Regions from separate parts of the Gossypium hirsutum genome. Here region 2 is linked to region 1. The links are chromatin contacts, called in public Hi-C maps. All regions are on one chromosome and are shown on one strand. Each heading gives the region's core, a stretch centred on a gene start, on an enhancer-like site or on the middle of the called end of the contact. The rest is flanking DNA. Distances are from core to core; before and after follow the strand shown.

What was found. A called contact is a pair of places that touch in the nucleus more often than the background predicts.
Region 2: a contact with region 1 is called in a Hi-C map of leaf, with 2.8 times the contacts expected there. The contact joins the promoter of LOC107899977 here to the promoter of LOC121218515 in region 1. A contact is called at or near these places in 2 of 34 Hi-C or Micro-C datasets (both in leaf).

Annotation. Positions count from the first base shown.
Region 1 is chrD06:10,709,107-10,716,075 of Gossypium_hirsutum_v2.1, forward strand. LOC121218515 reads right to left here and starts at 2,868. Exons shown (of 1, transcript XM_041095793.1): 1 at 987-2,868. The coding sequence starts at 2,512. The coding sequence ends at 1,886.
Region 2 is chrD06:10,972,834-10,979,170 of Gossypium_hirsutum_v2.1, forward strand. It overlaps LOC107899977 (receptor-like protein 15), which reads left to right and starts at 2,726. Exons shown (of 2, transcript XM_041095650.1): 1 at 2,726-3,405; 2 at 4,290-6,337. The coding sequence starts at 5,310. LOC121218462 (a long non-coding RNA gene) reads right to left here and starts at 592. Exons shown (of 2, transcript XR_005914662.1): 1 at 101-592; 2 at 1-23.

The DNA of each region.
Region 1 (6,969 bases), core at 1,618-4,117:
ATAGTATTATAGTCACTTTCAATGCATGCTATGATCTGTTTTTTATTTCTGAAATCTCTTTGCGATGAGACAACGGGCCTTATTAAACACTATTGGTGGGCTGCCAAACATGACTCCAAGGGGATACATTGATTGAATCGGGACTTAATTTATAGGCAGTGACCGAAGGTGGGTTGGTTTCCTTATTCAACCGGACTTGGTAGCGAAGCAAGGGTGGAGGCTCATTCATAATACTAATTCACCGAGTTATAAGGTCTTAAAGGGAAAATATTTCCCTAATTGTGCTTTTATCGATTCTAATTATTTGGCAAGCCAAGGATGTCCTGAACTTAGACTTGAAGTGGCAGACTGGAGAAGGGAGAGGCGTACAGATTTGCAAAGATATGGGGGTTACTGATGCTTCTGAATTTCAAATCATTGGTACTCCTAGATCACTCTCAGACGATGCAAGGGTCGACAACTTACTGAAAAGGATAGATGGTAGTGGAAAATAGAGCTCATAAATGGAGAATTTTCTGCACCTGATGCAGAAGCAATTTGTTGCATCCTTGTATATGAATCACGGCCCAAAGATACTTTGGAGTGGCATCATAGAAAAACGGGTGAGTACACTGTCAAGAGTGGGTATATGGCTATATGTGTCTTCTAAAAGCAAAACATGGTATAGGAATTTGGATGTCTTTGTGGAACTCAGAGCTACCTCCTAAGGTTAAATTATTCTCTTGGCAGGCTTGCTATGGTATACAACCTTTCGGATGAAAATAGCAAGGAGAATTCACGTCATTGACCTTATGTGTTCAAGATGCCATTCCACTAATGAGGATGATCTGCATGCTTTGCTTTCTTAGAGCTACCTCCTAAAGTTAAATCATTCTCGTGGCAGGCTTGCTATAGTATACTACCTTTCGGATGAAAATAGCAAGGAGAATTCACGTCATTGACCTTATGTGTCCAAGATGCCATTCCACTAATGAGGATGATCTGCATGCTTTAAAGCAAATATGGGGCATACGAAATTAGACCGTTTAATAACAATGTTTCACCTCTAGCGTCAGCTGTTGGTAAAGCTAAAGTGTTCCTATAGGAATACTACAAACTTGCGCAATCAGCTAAGACTACCACCGCTACTCATCCTGGTATAAGTTGGCTGCCTCCTCCAGCAAGCCATGTAAAAGTAAATTTTGATGCCACCTTTTTTGCAACATCACCTGGAGCAAGGATTGGGGTGGCTATCCGGTGACCTGGATGGTTTTATACTGGGAGCACTGCTCCTTCCAAAGAGGTGAATCCGAATCCGTGCATGACAAAAGCAATGGTAGCACTAAGGGCCATAGACTTTACTCACCAAATGGTACATCAATGTATATGGTTACAAGGTGATTCACTGCAGGACATTAAGTGGTCTTGTTCAGCGAAAACAGATTTATTAGTCATTGGACCACATATAAATGATGCAAGGCAAAGACTACACGGGTTCGAAGATGAGATCACACCTTTTCAAAGACAAGCAAAACAAGTAGCACACTCATTGACTAAATTAAATGTTATTTGAGCAGGATGATATCGCAGTTATGTTGGATACCATTAATATATGATGAATGAAATTATGTTTATTTGAGAAAAAAAAAATTACACCATAGCAGATGAATAAGAATAGAAATGCAGAGAGTGTAATCATTTCTCAAAGTTAAATTTCGTATCCTGTCTCACAACCATGTCTTAAGTGGCATCAATCAGGGAAATTAAAGAAAAAGTGGGAGAGAAGGGTTGTATCAGAAAAAAAAAAGAGTAAAAACGCAGAGATTTACAGAAATAATTATGACAACTTCAAGTCTGGACCTGTCCAAAAATCCTCTCACGCAAAACATGGGAGAGAAGGGATGAATCACGATCTCACTGATCGGTATTTTGGCCTTGAGTTGACTCTTCTTGGAGAATCTGGGGGTCCCAAAATTTCTGCATACATTTCCATGAAAAACTTGTCGACAATATCAAGATAGGTAGGACAAGTGAGTCGAGAATAGTAGTGAAGAACCTCTTCAATGTCAAGAACATGTTCCACATTGCTCATATCCATCATCTCTAGCTCTTTCAGCTTTTGTGGCACTGATAAATTCCTTTCTTCTCTTCTTCTCTCGCCTGAATTACAATCCTCTCGTCTGTTCCCCACCTTGGCTCTCCTCGTTTTACGCTGCTTAATGTCCTGATGATCATCTCTTCTTTGTGTTGTAGACTGCTTCACATTTCCCTTAATGTTTCCTTGTCTTTGCGCTTCTATATTATGAGTTGAAAAATTTATCTTTTTCCTGTTGTCATTTCCCTCCTTTGGGTTGCCATTGTCGTTGGGATTCACGGCAACGCCTGCAGAGGTGAATGAATAGGGATTGTACGGAGAGGCTTTGGGTAGCCTTTGGTAAGGTTCAGCATCAGCACCAGAGAAGAGAGACTTGAAACTTCGTAAGGTTTTCTGAAAGAACCTTTTGGTATTGGAAATGGAATTTCGAAGCAGCATTGGTTACGGATTACAAAGAGAGTCAAAAGGGGAAATCACTTACTTGGTGACGGTGATGAATACAAATAATAGAGGAGGAGCCATTAAAGGGTGTTTTGAAAAACTTGGATTGAAACAACGGAAATAAGAGAAAGGGTACTGTTTTTCTCACTTTGGGGGTTGCTTTTATGTTTTTCGTTGTCTTCACATAAGCTCCTTATTATTGTTGTTGTATTGGGTTTTGTTCTTTGGTCACCAAAAGAGTCCCCACTAGCACTAGTGTTCATCAAACATATGTCAAAGCTTTTAATTTATGGAAGCTTTGGTGATGGTTTCTTGCTCATTAATATTATAAATAAATATAGCATTTCGTGGCTTTTACTTATGATGGTGGAGTTGGTGTGGTGTATAGCCGCTTTTAGAGGAGGAAAGGACAGCGGCCCTTCCTGCGCTGGTTGTTGAATTTGGCCGCCGGTTTCTTCACATATACCAAATCTAGATTTTATCATAATTTTCCAATCAAATATTGGTCTCTCACTTTTAATCACTTAAATCGATGATGTTTATTACTAGGTTGAAAATTGGTTTAATTTAATCATCTAAAGGACACTTATACTATAGGTCTGGGAGCAAATAAGCATTTCAATATTTAATTCTAAAGTTAAATATTAACAATTACTAGTTTATGGGGTTCTAAAATGTAGCTTAATTTAATTATTCTCAAAATTTTCGCTATTTAAAAAGTTTAACTAGGTTGCTTACATTTAACTAATTTTCATACTTGAGTCAAAGGGGTCGACTGTAAAATTTAGTACATTGAGTGGATACTTAAAATAAAAATATACCATTTTTCTTTAAATAAATGAACCAGCTATCATAAATTCATAATATAAACAAACCCGTGAATCACGGAGCCAGCTGGACTAGCACCATTGTTAATATCTTGCACCAATAAAATTTTCACCCTATCACCTAACGCCGCCAAAACTTGACACGTCACCACCCGGCTGTTATTTTTAGTATTCTATTTTATTTTATACAAATTTGGAAGAAATTAAAAAAGTAATATAAAATTCCCCCTCCTCCCACCACCGCTTTCCTGAAATCGAAAGCTTTTTGGTTTTGCAAACGATGCTTTGCGACCCGAATTGTTCAAAACATATCAGGGAAAAGGCTGCGTTTGGTGTAACCGCTTTGATTCGAGTCAATAAAGATGTCTTAGAAGGTCAAGTGAATAATTGAAGCTCTTCTGGAGATTAAATCAGCCCATAGCTTAAAAGTTTTATGCGAGTTCATTACATTTATTAAATCTCCCTTTGCTGATGAAATACTCTGTAAAGAAGAAACTCCCAAGATGTTAACTTTATTACAATCCAAAAATTTGGGTATGAAAGTTGTGGTATTTGATTTCATTCTTGAAATTGGTTACCTTGGGCGTAAAGGAACTGTTGATGCTATGCCTAATGGAGGGTTGATAGAGAAACTTGTGGAGTTGCAGAGGTCGGAATTTGGTGGTGATTTAATAGAGATGGGGAAGTATACTGATGAGAATGAGGCGAGTTGGGGGAGCAGGGAGGACGGAGTGGGGATAGGGGAGGGAAATATTTTTTTTTTATTTTTAATATTATTTTAATTAATATTAATATTAATATTAATATTTTTAATTAGCTAAAATTTGTATTTCTTCAGTTTTTTATAAAATAAAATTGAATATTAAAAATATCAGCTGGCCAATGTCGTGTTAGGTTCTGATTGAGGAAATGTTTTTTTGATTAACTGCGTTATGTGGTGAATTGTTCAAGTACTCAAATTCACAATATATATATATATCTATTTACAAAAATAAATATACTTTAGGTGTAATTTTTGAATTAAACTTTAAATAATTTATAATACAATAAAAAAATTATTAATTAAAAATATATTTATTAATTAAAATTAGAAAACTTAGAAAAATTAAAACAACATGAAATAATAATAAAAACAAATATGAATAAGAAAAAAATTGAACCCAAGGACAAAACCACTAACATTAAAAGAATTCATGTATCAAGTTATTAAAAAATATAGGACGCATTTTCTGTTTCTCTCTTCAAAATCAATTTATTTCCTTAAATATCGAAAAATTAAACTTAAATCCCTAATTAATTTTTTAAAAACGACATTTTCTTCAAATTTACTCGGAATATGGGAATGATGGTTGAAAATAAATATAACTAAATTTCGATAAATTTTTTATATACTTTAGGTAAATTATAAATTTAGTACACTTACTTTAATTTAATTAATTTTAGTTTTTATATTTTTAAATTTTTAATGTTTTGGCCTTATCTAATGGTAACAGTAAATCTGTTTGGTTAAATTTTGCCATTAGTCATATATTATGCCTAAAATTATAGACTTAGTCCAATTCATCAATTGGATTATTCTTAGTGGCTATATTTTTTGAATTTTAAAATTTTAGTCTTAACACAAATGAAAGCCGTTAAATCTATTAACTAATTTTTTTTGTGAGTAATATGGGAAAACAACAAACAAACATAACATTACACATGTGATATTATGTTTGACACATCAAATTTTAAAAATAACAGAACTTAATAAAGTTAATAGATATCATCTGGTTAGAATTAAAATTTTCAAATTCTAAAAGTACAGAGACTAAAAAAGACCAAATTAAATTAAAGGTACTAAATCCATAATTTACACAAAGTAAAGGGTATAATAGCATAATTTGACTTTAATTTTTTGACGGAAGCCTGAGTTCTCCGATCCTCGAGGTTCATGTTTTAAAGAACAGGAAAGGAATAAAGAGAAAAGTGAAAAGAAATTTAGAAAATATAATACCACGTGTCAATAAAATGTCACGTCATTTTGTGACGGTTTAGGATAAGCTAATGGGGCCATTTACCAATAAAAGCTTAATTTTTTTATAAATTTACCGAAATGAGCCCGGTATTTTATTATTTACCGGAATGGACCATTTTCCGGCAAATCGCGTCCACGTCAGCGCAATGTCAGGGGACGTGCCAGGAAATCGCGGCCACGTCAGAGCGCTTTGCTGACGTTGCAACAAATCGCCCCCTCGTGGACGCGATATGTTGCCACGTCAGCAAAGCGCGCTGATGTGGCCGCGATTTCCTGACTTGTAGGTTTTTGGATTTTAGGGTTTAGGGTTTTAGGGTTTTTAGGATTTTTAAGGTTTTGGAGAAAAAAGTAAACAGATAAGTCGCGCCCATGTGTACGCGCTTCTTTATGGAAACATCTGCCCTTGAATCTACAAATGTTGAGCATGCATTCACTGAAATACTAACTCAAATACATCATGTGATCAGTCGAAAAGCACTCGAACAAGGGAATGATCAAACAACATTGCCCAAGGGACAAACCGTCAATGTCGGCTCTCGGGATGATGTTTCAGTTGTGAAGAAAGACGGCTACTGTTCTGCATAATTGTTAGATGATTCTGAGTGTCCAAATTTGCTTCCTCATTAAGCACAAGCTTTCCTCACCGCGATCTTTCTTGAGATCTTTCGTTGAAGACGAAGAAATCACAGCATTCTCGGGATTTTCTTATAGTTTGTTCAGACAGATCTAGTTTTAGCATTTTAAATGATTTTCATTAGTTGTGGAGAATAAATTTTAAATTAGCTATCATAATGTTTTGTATTTTCAAAGGAGTATTTTATGTAATATAACAAATAAATAGGGATAATTTAGGTATTATAAATAATTTAAATAATTTAGTGCAACTATATACATGAAATTTCATTAGATGGGTAAGTCGCGGCCACGTCAGCGCGCTTTGCTGACGTGGCAACAAATCGCCTCCTCGAGGACGCGATTTGTTGCCACGTCAAGAAAGCGCGCTGATGTGGCCGTAATTTTCTGGCACGTCCCCTGACATCGCGCTGACGTGGACGCGATTTGCCGAAAAAGGCCCATTCCGGTAAATAATAAAATACTGGGCCCATTTTAGTAATTTAAAAAAATAGGCTTTTTTTGGTAAATTGCCCAAGCTAATGATTCCACAAATACTAAATTGAAAAAAAGAAAAGAAAAAGAGATAAATTAGGTATTAACATTGTAGTCCTACAAAAAAATAATATATCATTTTGTCTTTATTTTTTCCATAAAAAATTTTCGTCTTTATTATCAATTAAATCTTCTCCTTTACAATTTTTCATCAATATTTCGATAATTCAACTTAATTAATGAATTAAACTTTTTAAAAGCTTGACCTTTGGTTTGGACTCACTGTTCTCCACTTAATTAATGAATTACACTTTATTTTAAGTGTGACTTTTGGTTGGGACAATGTACCCCTGCTTCGCCAGCTAGACCTGTCTATGGGCCGGGTCAGGCCGGGCCTAGAAAAAATTTCGGCCCACTTCCTAGGCCCAGGCATGGCCCTGCCTGGCCCGAAATATGGACCTGAGATTTTGTCCAGGCCCGGCCCGAAGAATAAATATGGGACC
Region 2 (6,337 bases), core at 1,476-3,975, 260 kb after region 1:
ATATGGGCTTCATAAATGCCATTCTGGAAAGTGATTCGAAGCTGGTTATCCAGAATATTCAACAAATGAGTGAAGATTACTCGGAATCTAGACCACTCACCTGGGATGCGAAGGTTCTTGCAAGGAACTTTATTTCTTGTTAATTTCAATTTGTTGCATGAGAAGGGAACGCTGCAACGCATGCAGTGGCTGTCGAAGGTTTGCGAACGCAAGTGGACTCATTCTGGGTTGAAGATGCTTCAACAAAAGTTTTGGAAGTGGTAGACTCAGATCGACGATTCAGTCATCCACCCTAGCCTCCTCTACTATGATGTTGATTTTTGAGTTGCGAAATTTCAAAATCTTCCTGTAAATCTCAACTCGCCTCCTTGTCTGGCCGATCTTTCACCATAATTTTGGGGGTTATGGCCGTTTGGTGTTTCAGGTACGCGAAGGGACTGGAAGAAGGTTCTGGAGAGGGTTGTGTTTCTATTTTATTTTGTTTTCGTTACTATGCTGTTAGAACTTTACTTTTGTTTGCTTGTTGGATTACTTTTGGACTTCTTTATTTTTTGGTCTTCCAGGCCCATATATTTCAAACGGACTTTGACTAAAAAAATTAAATTTGAAAATAAATATACGAATGAATTATTTTAAATATATGTATACAGATTAATTAGTAAATATATTCTTCAAAATAACATCAAATTTCAACTTTAGAGTTTGACTTATTGGTCAAAGGATAAGCCATACCCATGTCATGAGATCAAGTTGCAGAAATTGTGTGTAAGGGTATACTCTTACTAGTGATATGTGAATAGAAAATTGTTCTAGCTGAATATAAACATTTAATTCAACTTAAATGAAAATGAAAGAATGAAATAAAATCTGTTAAATTTTCCACAAAGAAAATCTTCTGGTGGGTGGGACCTATGTAATGGAGAAAGTGCTACATCACTGTTGGCCATTGTTAAATTTTCTAGGGAGTGGGACCTATTTAATGAACTTAATGGAGAAAGGGTTGCCTCCTTTACCTTTACTAGTAGTATATAAAGCCCAAGGGTGCAGCGCTGTGAAATCATATCAAGTGATCTGAGTGTTGGGATTAAATTGAGATCCATGGAGAGGAAAGTGTTGAGGGGGGTTATGGCAATTTTCCTCTTAGGGGGGTGGTGTCATTGTGATGGCTGCTTGGGCCACGAAAAAACTGCTCTCTTGCAACTTAAACATTCCTTCAATTATCACAACCATGGTTTAGATGAATGGGTGGAGGGAGATTGTTGTAAATGGAAAAGGGTTGAGTGTAATATTTTCACTGGTCGAATCATTCGACTTTTCCTTAACCTTACAGCCATTGAACACCAACATGACTTCTTTTATACTTATCATGTGGGGAACGGTGTAGAGTATTATTGGGGAAAGAGGGAGCAATGGTATCTCAATGTTTCTTTGTTTCTTCCTTTTTCAAGAATTAAAGAGTGGAAATTCAATAGCTGGGTGTGTTAACAGTCAAGGTATTTTCACTTTTGTCTTCTTCTCTAATTACAACCATCAATTTATTTTAATTATTAACTTATTTAATGTCACAACCAGTGAAGCATAATTGATGCGGTGAGAGTACAAATCAAATTTGTTTCCTTTGAGCTCCCACAGGTCCTTTTGGGACCGTTTTGCAAAATGCACTCATTTAATCTTTGGAAATGTATTTCAAAACTTTGATGGACTTATGGGTATCTAAAGATATTTTCATAACATGTCCCATGTCCAACAAGTTAGGTGTTTTTTTTCTCTTATATATTTTCACTAACTGTTGTATTTTTAATCTTGGTAGGTTTTGAGAAACTGTCAACAAAATTAGATAAATTAGAAATGTTTGATTTAAGTTACAATTATTTTAACATAATCATCTTATTCTTTATAGAAAAAAGGAGAATTGCGGGCTATGAAGCTTGAGGTGCTTGATTTAAGTGTAAATTTCTTCAACAACACCATACTCTCATTCCTTGCTTTACTCTCAAATTTGAAGTTTTTGAATATCAAATCTAATAGATTGGAAGGAGCTATACACATTAAAGGTATTTCTACTTCCTTTTATGCTAATTCTTTTAAGCCCTTGTTTTTCCTCTATTAAAAGTTAAAAATGCTCAAAACATTCCATGTGATTCATATGATTTATTACTAATAAATTGTATTTGCCACTCTTCCTTGTTGGTTCTTGAGACATAAATGCTTTAAGCTATACATGGGTTTAACAAAATGAATGATTTTGTTCCATCCCAAGGTATTTATCTATTATTTATTTTCTTTTTGTATTGTCAGGCCAATATAGTTTTTAAACCAAAGATAAATGATGATTACAGATGATGAAATAGAAATAAGGTTGATGAAATTAAAAGTGTTTCATTCGAGTCACAATCTCTTTAACAATAGTATATTGAGATCTTTTGATAGGCTCTCAAATTATAAGTCTTTATATTTTGGAGACACGAAATTCTATGAACCAATGAATTTGAAAGGTAAAATTACCCATTCCCACATTACTTTCTATTAACAATTTAAATTATTATATTCTTCATCCTCACTGTATATTGGGATTATTCATTTTTCTTCACCTACAGGTATTGCTAAAACAAAATTAATTTTTATTATTATCATTCAAGAAAATTAACATTTAGCCTTTTTCTTCTTTTTTTTTTTCATTAAGGATAATTTAGTATAAAATGCTATTAGGTTATTTTATAAATTTATAAATTTTGAAGCGACTTAAAAAAAATCATTTTAAGGTATCAGGGCTTTCGCATTCTCTTTTTCCCCTTCTGCCACCCCTAATATTATTCCTCTTTTTGTTCCTATTGAAAATTTTATACCAAGTGATTGAGTTCATAAACTAAGATGGAAAAAACCTGTTATGCACCTTTTTGGGTAGATTTAAAATTGGTAGTGTTGGCAAAAAATGAGATATTGAAACTTTGATGTTTCAAGTCATCAAGCACATACCTCTTTTTTAATCTATTCTTATTTGATTTCGGCTACTAATTTGATTGTATTTTATAATGTTTGATTCTAATTATTAACTTTAAATATATAAATTTAGATTTCTTCTTAATTTGATTATATATTACCAAAAAAAGAAAAAGCAAACATAAATGTGTTTGTTTTCTATACGGATAGCATTTACAACATTTCACTATAATCGATAGATTTATTCCCATGGTTAAAGACTCTTGTCTTCACAAGATTTAGCTTTCAAGGAACCTTAATCCTAATTCCTATAATTAATGTTTAGCAATTTTGTGTGTCCTGCCTTCACTTACATAGATTCAGAAATTTGGAAGAGTTATTCTTGCAAGGTTCTTGGACATTTGACTTCTCTCAAGCGTTTGGTTTTATATAAATGTGAGATCAATGGAAGCCTAGCCCTTCAAGGTATATAATTTGGATCTATCAATTTCTTTTATAACAAGTTGCAACCAAAATTATAAGTCTCCCCAGAATTTAATATTAATTAAATGTTTTAATTTTATTCACGAACTTGTTGTTTACGATTTTTAACGTTAAAAATGACTTTTTTAAGTGTTCTAAAAAGAGGGGCAAGGAGAAATAAGTTAAAGAATGTTTATCAATTTATTTATTTATTTGTAAATATAAAAGGCTTAAATCAAAACTTGTAAAACCTAACTATAGGATTTCACAACTGCCTATTCAATTTAATTTATTTAAATGTAATTAGAGAATATAAAAATATTAATATATAAGTAATACTTTCAAATATATATATAATTAATTTATTAATAGTTTAATATATTCTAAACCATTCGAATTAGACTAAGATATTGTTCGGAATACTAAAAAATTAAGTATTAAATATAATTATAAAATTAATATTTTTAAATTATTGAATTTGATCTTATTAATACTAACATGGCATTTTATTTTGTACAATTTGGATATCTCATTTTTTTAATATATATAAAAAAGAGATGATTTATTTTTTAAAATAAAACCAACTTAAGGTTGAAATTTAACACTCTTATTTCACACTCTTTTTTGTTGAACATTTTGTATTAACTTAAAAAAATAATAAAATTATCAAATGGACAAAAAAAATGAAAATTTTCAATGATTTTTTTAACACGCCAACAAAATTCAAGTCCAAATGTATGAAAGCTATAAACACCTAAAGTATATTTTAATAAAATAAATAAAAAGTAAATAAGATGTTATATGCTTGTTTTTACTATTTTATTGATTTGATTACTTTCTTTATATTTGTTTCAAGCACCTCTTTACGTAATTATTTAATATAACAGGCTTTTGCGGAATGACAAATCTTCAAGAATTGGATTTCACCAACAGTAATTTAAAGGGTGGCTTGCCCAATTGCTTCTCCAACCTCACATCTTTACGTAAATTAGATCTAATTTCTTACAATATAGCCCTTCACAGTTTAAAATCCCTTGAAACATTAGCTCTTTCTTTCAATATATCTGCCCTTCAAAGATTACATCTGTATTCCAATAACTTCTCTAGAAATATATCTGCCCTTGAGAGTATAACATCTCTTGAAAGATTCTCTCTCTCTTCCAACCAATTTTTTGGAAATATTTTAGCTCTTAAGAATCTACCATCCCTCCAAGATTTGAGCCTTTCGAATCCCGATCTCACTGGGGCCTTTGTTCAACCTTTCAAAACTCAAATGCCTATATGCTGACAACAATATTGTACATGCTGAAACCCAGATGCATTCTTTGGCCCCGTTGTTCCAACTAAAAGATCTTAGTTTATCATGTTGTGGAGATGTTGGATCATTTCCAAGGTTTTTTTATCATCAACATGACTTGCAATATCTTGATCTCTCTAATATCTATTTCAAAGGAAATCAGTTCCCACATTGGTTGTTGGAAAACAATACACTACTGGAGAAGCTAGTTTTCACCAATAGCTCTCTATCGGGACCGCTTCAGCTACCATTTGCTTCACAAACGCGTTTGTCACATTTAGAAATCTCCTGCAATTTCTTCAATGGCAACATTCCAGTTGAAATTGGAGCACAACTACCAGCATTGAGGTTTATAAACATGTCAAAAATCATTTCATTAGTAGCATTCCTTCAACTTTTGGTGATAATAGTTCACTGAGATATTTGGACTTATCCAAAAAAACTTAGAGGGAAAAATTTTATCTGAAAATTCCTACTTGCCAAACTTAATGGAATTGCTATTGGATGGAAATAACTTCTCAGGAGGGATCCCAGATTTCTTGTCTACGAGCCCTTTTTTTTAACATTGGATGTGAGCAACAATCAACTTTCTGGTAGGATCCCAAGGTGGATGGGAGATATGTCTTTTTTGAAGAGAATTATCATGTCCAATAATCATCTTGAGAGAACAATCCCAGTCGTGTTCTGTCAACTTGGTCTTAAACTTCTAGACCTTTCAGTCAATATTATCTCAGGGAGTATACCATCTTGTTTCAACCCTTCTCGGATAAGACAAGTTCATTTGTCCAAAAACAGGTTACGAGGAACCTTACCCGATGTACTTCGTAACAGTTCCACTTCGGTGAAATTGGATATCAGTGATAACTTCTTAAGTGGTAGCATCCCAAGTTGGATTGGACTTTTGAATTTGAGTTATCTTCTCTTAAGTAAGAACAACTTCCAAGGGGAGACCCCAATGGAGCTATGCAAATTGAGTCACTTAAGCTTGATTAATCTTTCCCACAATAATCTTTCTGGTCGTATTCCCCCATGCCTAAAAATTACCACCCTCCAGGATGTATCAGAAGATTATGTTGGTCGTCTTATGGCTCGTGGTTTCTCCATATTCTCATTCAATGAACCAATAGAGTTTCCAATAAAGAATGTGTCCAACTCTTACAAGGGAAGAATCATACCATACATTTCTGGGATTGACCTTTCTTGCAACAATTTGGTTGCTAAGATTCCTTACGAATTTGGAAACTTCTACAAGTTACTTGTTTTGGACTTATCTCACAATAGTCTGACAGGACCGATCCCACCAACATTTGTTAACCTCATACAAATTGAAAGTTTAGATCTTTCTTACAACAACTTGAGTGGGAATATTCCTTATCAACTTGTAGGGCTAAATTTTCAAGCCTATTTCATTGTTTCATTCAACAACTTATCTGGAAAGACGCCTCCAAGGATTGCACAATTTGGAACTTTTGATGAAAGCAGCTACAAGGAAAATCCTTTTCGTTGCGGTGAACCATTGCCAGAATGTGCAGATAATGGACCATCATTGTCAATGCCAAATTCTTCAACTAACAACGCTGAAGACGATGATTTAATCGACATGGGGGTGTTTCATATAAGTTTCATCGTGTCTTACAC